Linked DNA regions of Mus musculus: region 2 is linked to region 1. The links are chromatin contacts, called in public HiChIP or PLAC-seq maps. All regions are on one chromosome and are shown on one strand. Each heading gives the region's core, a stretch centred on a gene start, on an enhancer-like site or on the middle of the called end of the contact. The rest is flanking DNA. Distances are from core to core; before and after follow the strand shown. Region 1 overlaps Triobp (TRIO and F-actin binding protein). Region 2 holds the start of Galr3 (galanin receptor 3).

Region 1 (2,906 bases), core at 326-2,825:
GTGTATGTGTGCCCGCGCGCATGTAAGCATATGGGTGGGTACATGTATGGCATGTTCGAGTGTGTGTTAGAGGACAACTCTGTGGAGACCGTTCTCTTCCCTTCACCTTTACCCTTCTTAGATTCCTGGAATCAACTCAGGCCACCAAGCTCGCCACGGCAAGCGCTTTAGCGGCTGTCTTTCTGCCTTGACCCTGAACTTCTTCTGATCATCCAGCCTTCAACCTCCTGGGCACTAGAATTACAGGCATGCACCATCATGCCTGTATTATATGATGCTGGGCATCAAGGCCAGAGTCTTGCCTGGTAGGCAACCATTCTATCAACTGAAGTATTTGAAGCTCATTCAGGACCACTCAAGATATCAGAGCTCAGCATAGCACGTGCCTTTCTCCAGTGCCGATGAAGGAAGGTACAGGCTCTGTGAAGTTAAATGCCTACAGGGGCAGTGACTAAGTGGGGCCAGACCTCTGCAAGTCTTTCTCTGCGTGCTGGCCTGACACAGGGTCAAGGACAAAGGCCTCTCAGACAGAAGGACTAGAAAGAGGCCTGGGGCAGGCAACTGAGTGTTGCTCCCCCATCTGTGCTGCGGGCTGGTTACACACATGTTCCGGTGTGAGAGTGCATTGGTTAACCCTCACATTTGTGATTCCGCAGTGTGAGTCCCTGCAGTACCTCTTTTAGGCTGGGAAGCCACATGGGAAAGGGACAGGCAGCCGAGCATCTCATGTGTGTCTCAGACGACTGCTGGCCACTTTCCTGGGATCCTAGTTGCCATCAGCCCACTGCTGGATCAGTGTGTCCTGGTGCAGCCCTCTTGGGGCTCCCCCAACACCACAACCCTGCCTAGGCTATTTCCTATTTTTATCCCATAGGGACATGATACGGTTTCTAGCATTTGAGGGTGATGCTTTCTACTTCTTCCCAGGGGTCTCCCCTGAGAAACAGGGTTTAAGCACCAAATGCCCAGAGTGTGAGTGTTGCCTTGCCATGTGTCTCTCAGCAAGGGTCACCACCTCCCCAGCCTTCACTGTTCTGACTCTACACTGGGAATGGCAAGAAGTCTAGATTTTGGGTCAGGCTACAGGTTATCTGTCGTTCCCCCCACCCAACCTGCTCCCTCCTCCCCGCCCGAGACAGGGTTTCTCTGTGTAGCCCTGGCTGTTCTGGAACTCACTTTGTAGACCAGGCTGGCCTTGAACTCAGAAATCCGCCTGCCTCTGTCTCCCAAGTGCTGGGATTAAAGGCGTGTGCCACCACTGCCTGGCACTCTTAAAACAATCTTGCTCCTGGAGTGGACTAAGGTACCACTTGGGAACTCAAGTGTCTCTGTGAAGTGAGGAGGGTTCTATGGATAATGGTTTCTTGGTTGTCTAGGTCAGCTCTGTCCCTAATTGTAACAGAAGATGGATGAAGCTCTGAGGGCCCCAGGTTCTAGGCCTGGGCTGCCCAGGGTATCACTCAGCCTGGAAGAGAGCTCACTCTTGTGGCTCCGACTCCCATCTGTACATGAGGGGCTGGGGCTGGCTGCCCTCCCAAGGCCCTTCCAGTTTGGACATTCCAAAACCCAGTGAAAGAGCATGAGTAATGGCCAGTTCTGGGTGGTGCCCATAATCCCTCTGCCCTCCAGGGACTTGGGGTAGGGAGGCCAGAAAGGGGTCACTGGCAGGGCGCCAGGCCTTGTGTGAGCCTGGCCAGCAGCCACTAAGGGATGGCAAGCAGGCAGCGGGGACAGAAGGCTGCGGGGAATTAAAGCGCGTGGGCAGGAAACACAATGCGATTCCCCTTGGCTCTGAGCCCTGCCCAGCATGCGGACCGCATGCAGATCTGATGCAGATCCGAGCCATGGGCACATGCAGGCAGAGTAGGCGGAAAGCCAGTTTAGCTCCCAGCCTCCGGCTTTGCCTGGCCGCTGAAAGAGCAGAGCTGGTGAACGGCACCACCTCAGCTATTTCCAAGGCCAGTCACAGTAGACTGGAAAGACGGAGGGGTGATGAACTAAGCTTAGAAGCTTCCGGCTCCTCACGCAGTCACCTCTGTGAGTGACTCTGTTCTCCATCATACCCATGTCACAGATCTGCTGACTGAGGCTGTGGTTCCACCGACAGGTCTGGCCTGTGTCCTGTGCCCTACTCTGTACTGTCTGGAAGTTGGTACAACTCAGGTACAACTCGGGAAGCCTTCACCCCAGACCCTCAGACTCCTGTCAAGCATTGTCATGAGGAAGGAGAGCCAAGATACTCCTGTCGAGAGCTAAAGATGGGATCTGGAGCGTGCATGGCAGGGAGGCTCCACCCTGTGCCTCACATGTTAAGACTCATGAGGAAGCCTAGAGCCAGCAACCTGTCCCTCCTAAGCATTCACTAAGCCTCTCCCTCGACCAGAAATTCAACTCCATTAGGGTTTTCACTGGCCCTCCCATCGGACCCCTTTACCCACCCCAAGAGCCTCTCCACGGAAGCCCTGCATCAGCCCGGCCAGTCCCTCCCCTCCAGTCTCCTACCTCTCCAGGCTCATCCAAGATTGACATCCATCCTTTCTTGAAGTTGAGCAGATCGGGCTACAGGAAGATGAGAAGGCAAATGGTCAGACTCAGTGTGAAAGCCGACGGGGCTGCTAGAAGGGAATGCGACAGTCATCCTGTCGTAGTCCTGGTGACACTGAGGTCCTGGGAGACCAACGGCGAGGGCAAAGGACCCAGAGAACTTAACTCTCCTCACCTACCCCCAAACCAAGCAGACTCCCCGCCACTGAGACAGCCTTAGACCTTTCCCCCAGCATCTCCCCCTCCCCAGGTGTCCAAGCTCCCCGGCCCTACCCAAGATGGGGAGAGGGAGAGACAAAAGGAACTTTTCCTATAAAGAGAGCCCCAGGGAATCCAGAGAGCAGCCTCGAGAAATAGCCTAG
Region 2 (2,828 bases), core at 216-2,715, 53 kb before region 1:
GCCGGCTGGACACGACGGAGGGCTCGATGAAGGCGGTGGTGGTGGTGGCGGTGGCGGCGGTGGCCGCAGGGCCACAGGCGGCGGAAGCGCGCGCGGAAGTGGCGGGAGGCAAGGGAATAGACGAGCGGGTTGAGGCAGGAGTTGGCGTAGGCGAGGCAGTGCGAAGCCAGACGACAGGCGTAGGTGGCCGGGCTGAAGGCGAAGCGGCCGTACCAGAAGCAGAGGATGAGCGCGTGGTGCGGGCCCCAGCAGAGTGCGTAGAGCGCGGCCACCGTCAGCATGGCGCGCCCCGCGCGGCCGGTTGCCCGTCTGCGTGCCTCTGCCGCCGCCGCACCCGCGGGACCCACGGCGGCCCACAGGAAGCACAGCGTGCGTCCGTAGGCCAGGCTCACCACGGTCACCGGCAGCAGGTAGCCTGCGGCGAAGGTGGCCACGTCCAGCGCGCGCCGCCGCGCGTCCTCCCAGGCGGGCACGCAGAGCTCGAGCGCGCCGTAGCGCACCGTGCCGTAGTAGCTTAGGTAGGGCGCGGAAAAGAGCGCCGCCAGCAGCCACACGAGCCCCACGGCGGCGCGCGCGTTGCGCGGGGTGCGGAGGGCCCGGGAGCGCAGCGGGTGTCGCACCGCCAGGTACCTGCGGGTGAGGGCGGGGAGGTCAGGGGCGGGGCCTCCTGAGAGCCCGCCCCCGTGCCTGCCTTAATTTCCCCATCCAATCCCTTTGCCTGCCATTTAGCAAGGGCTCAAAGAGAAGAGACTCATCGTCTAGGGAATTTCAAGCCATGGATAAATGTGAGGCAATGTGAGTCAGGTATAGGTACCTTAGCATCTGACGAGTGTATTGGGAGTTTCTTTTGTTACTACACAATTCCAATTTATACCTGGCCCCCTGCGCTGACACTTTGGGGCTTAGAAATGCCCTCTGGAAGTCCACACTGGAGGCCGGAAGGGCAGGTGCCACTAAGGCCTTCCTTTCCTCCCACCAAAGTCTGGTCCCTAGTTATATTCCGCTAGCTAATAAGAATCTGTCCAGGTCCCTCTCTGGCCTGACCCAGGTACAGCTCACCTATCCACTGAGACGGCCGCCAGGGTGAAGCTGCTGGCATACATGGTGAGGTAGATGAGCAGATGTACCGTCTTGCACACGAAAGCCCCAAAGAGCCAGGCATCCAGTGTGTAGATGGCCGCCTGGAAGGGCACGCAGCACAGGATGAAGCAAAGGTCGGCCACCGCCAAGTTGAGGATGAAGAGATCCGTGGTACTGCCCGGTTCCTGCCAGGCACTTGGGCCAGGCTGCAGAAGCACGGCCAACACCAGCCCATTACCCACCATGCCCAACAGGAAGATGAGGGCAAAGACCACCGGCACTGCCACAGCCCCTACGCTCCCTGGGCTGTCCAGCGAAATGTTCTGGATGTCAGCCATTTTCCTAGCAAACGAGGAAGAGAAAACGGGTCTTCAGACAGGAGGCCAGGTCTCAAGGCACTTGACCCAGGAATCTGGTTCTTTCAGCCTGGATCTGACCAGGTATCTGGGCTAGAAGTTCATGAAGGACAGAAGAGGGTAGAACAAAGCCAAAGTCAGCATGTGAGACAGTCACATTGGTTGTGTGTGTCACACACACACACACACACACACACACACACACACACACACGCTGATCCTTGGTTTCCTAGGGAACACCTCTTTAACCCAGAACCTGGAAGGCTGTTTGGGTTATTCTAGATTTATAAGGCACATGAAGACACAGGCAGAATAAGAAGATGCCGAGGCCGCTGAGAGGCAACACAAACTGGCTATATTTTCTTTTTCAACCACATTGGACGCTCAGGGGAGACCTTTGAATTTAGGGGCATTTTTGTGGCAACAGGCGGCACCGGTAACACCCCTGAGTCAATGAAGAGTCCTTCCTCATGAGAGCACTACAGCAGCAGAGCTAGGAAGACCACAGAAGTCACCGCCTCCGCTCTGCACGTAGGGAAACTGAGGCCTAGAGAGGTGACACAAGTGGCTAATATCACAACCTGAGTGACAGCTCTGGGGCTGCTGGGATCCTGACTCCTAGGCTGGAATGCGCATCGGAAAAACTGCAACAGGTGCTACCCGACTGTTCACATGTGTCCCCATGCACGTGCCTGTGCGCACATTGCCTGGTGTCAACCCTACCCTGAGCCGCAGTTTACAACCTGTGGGTCCCCTTGTGCTCAGGGACCCAGTGCAGCAGTGAGATGACTTAGGAGCAGGGGTTCAGGAGGCAGGGAGGACAGAAGAAGGGGGACATCTGCCCCTACACAGCACCTACAAGCAGTAAGCCCCCAAGCCCAGGATAGGCGGCACCCACCTCAGCCCTAGGCACTGGGCCCCTGCATGCTTCCTGGTAGAACGGCCAGGCTGGAGCTTCTTGTTTCAGCCCTTGATTGCCTCCATGCAGGTACGCCTCTGCTTCCTATTTCTCTCTCTTCATTTTCAAGGCCCCTCCTCTCCTCTCCCCTGCCCTCAGCTGTCCGCTGAGTTGGATGTTGGGCACTCGCTACTGCTCCGGAGTGGACTGGCCACCTCCTCCTCAGACCCCCGATTTCCCCGGGGTGGCATGCTCTTCAGCGCCGCTCTTCTCTGCCTGTCTGCGTTGTTGCCACCTCATTCTCGCTTTCACGGGCAGTAACCCACTGATCTCCGCTCTAGGAGATTGGCTTCCGTGGTTAACCCTTTCCTGCCCAGGGCTCAGCCCATTCCTGGCACCTCCCACCTCCTGTGGCCTGTGACTCCTCCCCCCTAGTGCCTTAGCTTCCTTGGCTCCAAGTAGAACTCTGATCTAAGCTCAGAAAGGATTTCTAT

Evidence for each region. HiChIP or PLAC-seq counts read pairs in DNA pulled down with a chosen protein or histone mark.
Region 2: a contact with region 1 is called in an H3K27ac HiChIP or PLAC-seq map of neural progenitor cells, with 2.0 times the contacts expected there. The contact joins the promoter of Galr3 here to the enhancer-like site in region 1. A contact is called at or near these places in 11 of 39 promoter capture datasets (the 3T3-L1 cell line, 3T3-L1-derived adipocytes, the HPC-7 cell line and 6 more), 2 of 15 datasets of contacts at CTCF or cohesin (CD8 T cells and embryonic stem cells), 22 of 484 Hi-C or Micro-C datasets (the 3T3-L1 cell line, B cells, LSK cells and 16 more), 13 of 115 datasets of contacts at active chromatin or transcription factors (CD8 T cells, the HPC-7 cell line, the SCID.adh cell line and 7 more) and 4 of 9 other capture datasets (adipose tissue, liver, macrophages and 1 more).

What each region holds. Positions count from the first base shown.
Region 1 is chr15:78,987,545-78,990,450 of GRCm38.p6, reverse strand. Triobp (TRIO and F-actin binding protein) reads right to left here. Exons shown (of 25, transcript NM_001039156.1): 13 at 2,503-2,559. Among named protein-coding and RNA genes, the nearest start is that of Mir6956, 13 kb to the left of the region's middle. Within about 2 kb of position 1,575, at least 109 of the 459 cell types and tissues checked have an H3K27ac peak or open chromatin away from gene starts, as enhancers often do. A contact at or near this core is called in adipose tissue, astrocytes, brain and 9 more, where this site is marked.
Region 2 is chr15:79,040,522-79,043,349 of GRCm38.p6, reverse strand. It overlaps Galr3 (galanin receptor 3), which reads right to left and starts at 1,465. Exons shown (of 2, transcript NM_015738.2): 1 at 1,060-1,465; 2 at 1-630. The coding sequence starts at 1,418. It also overlaps a transcript of Gcat not described here.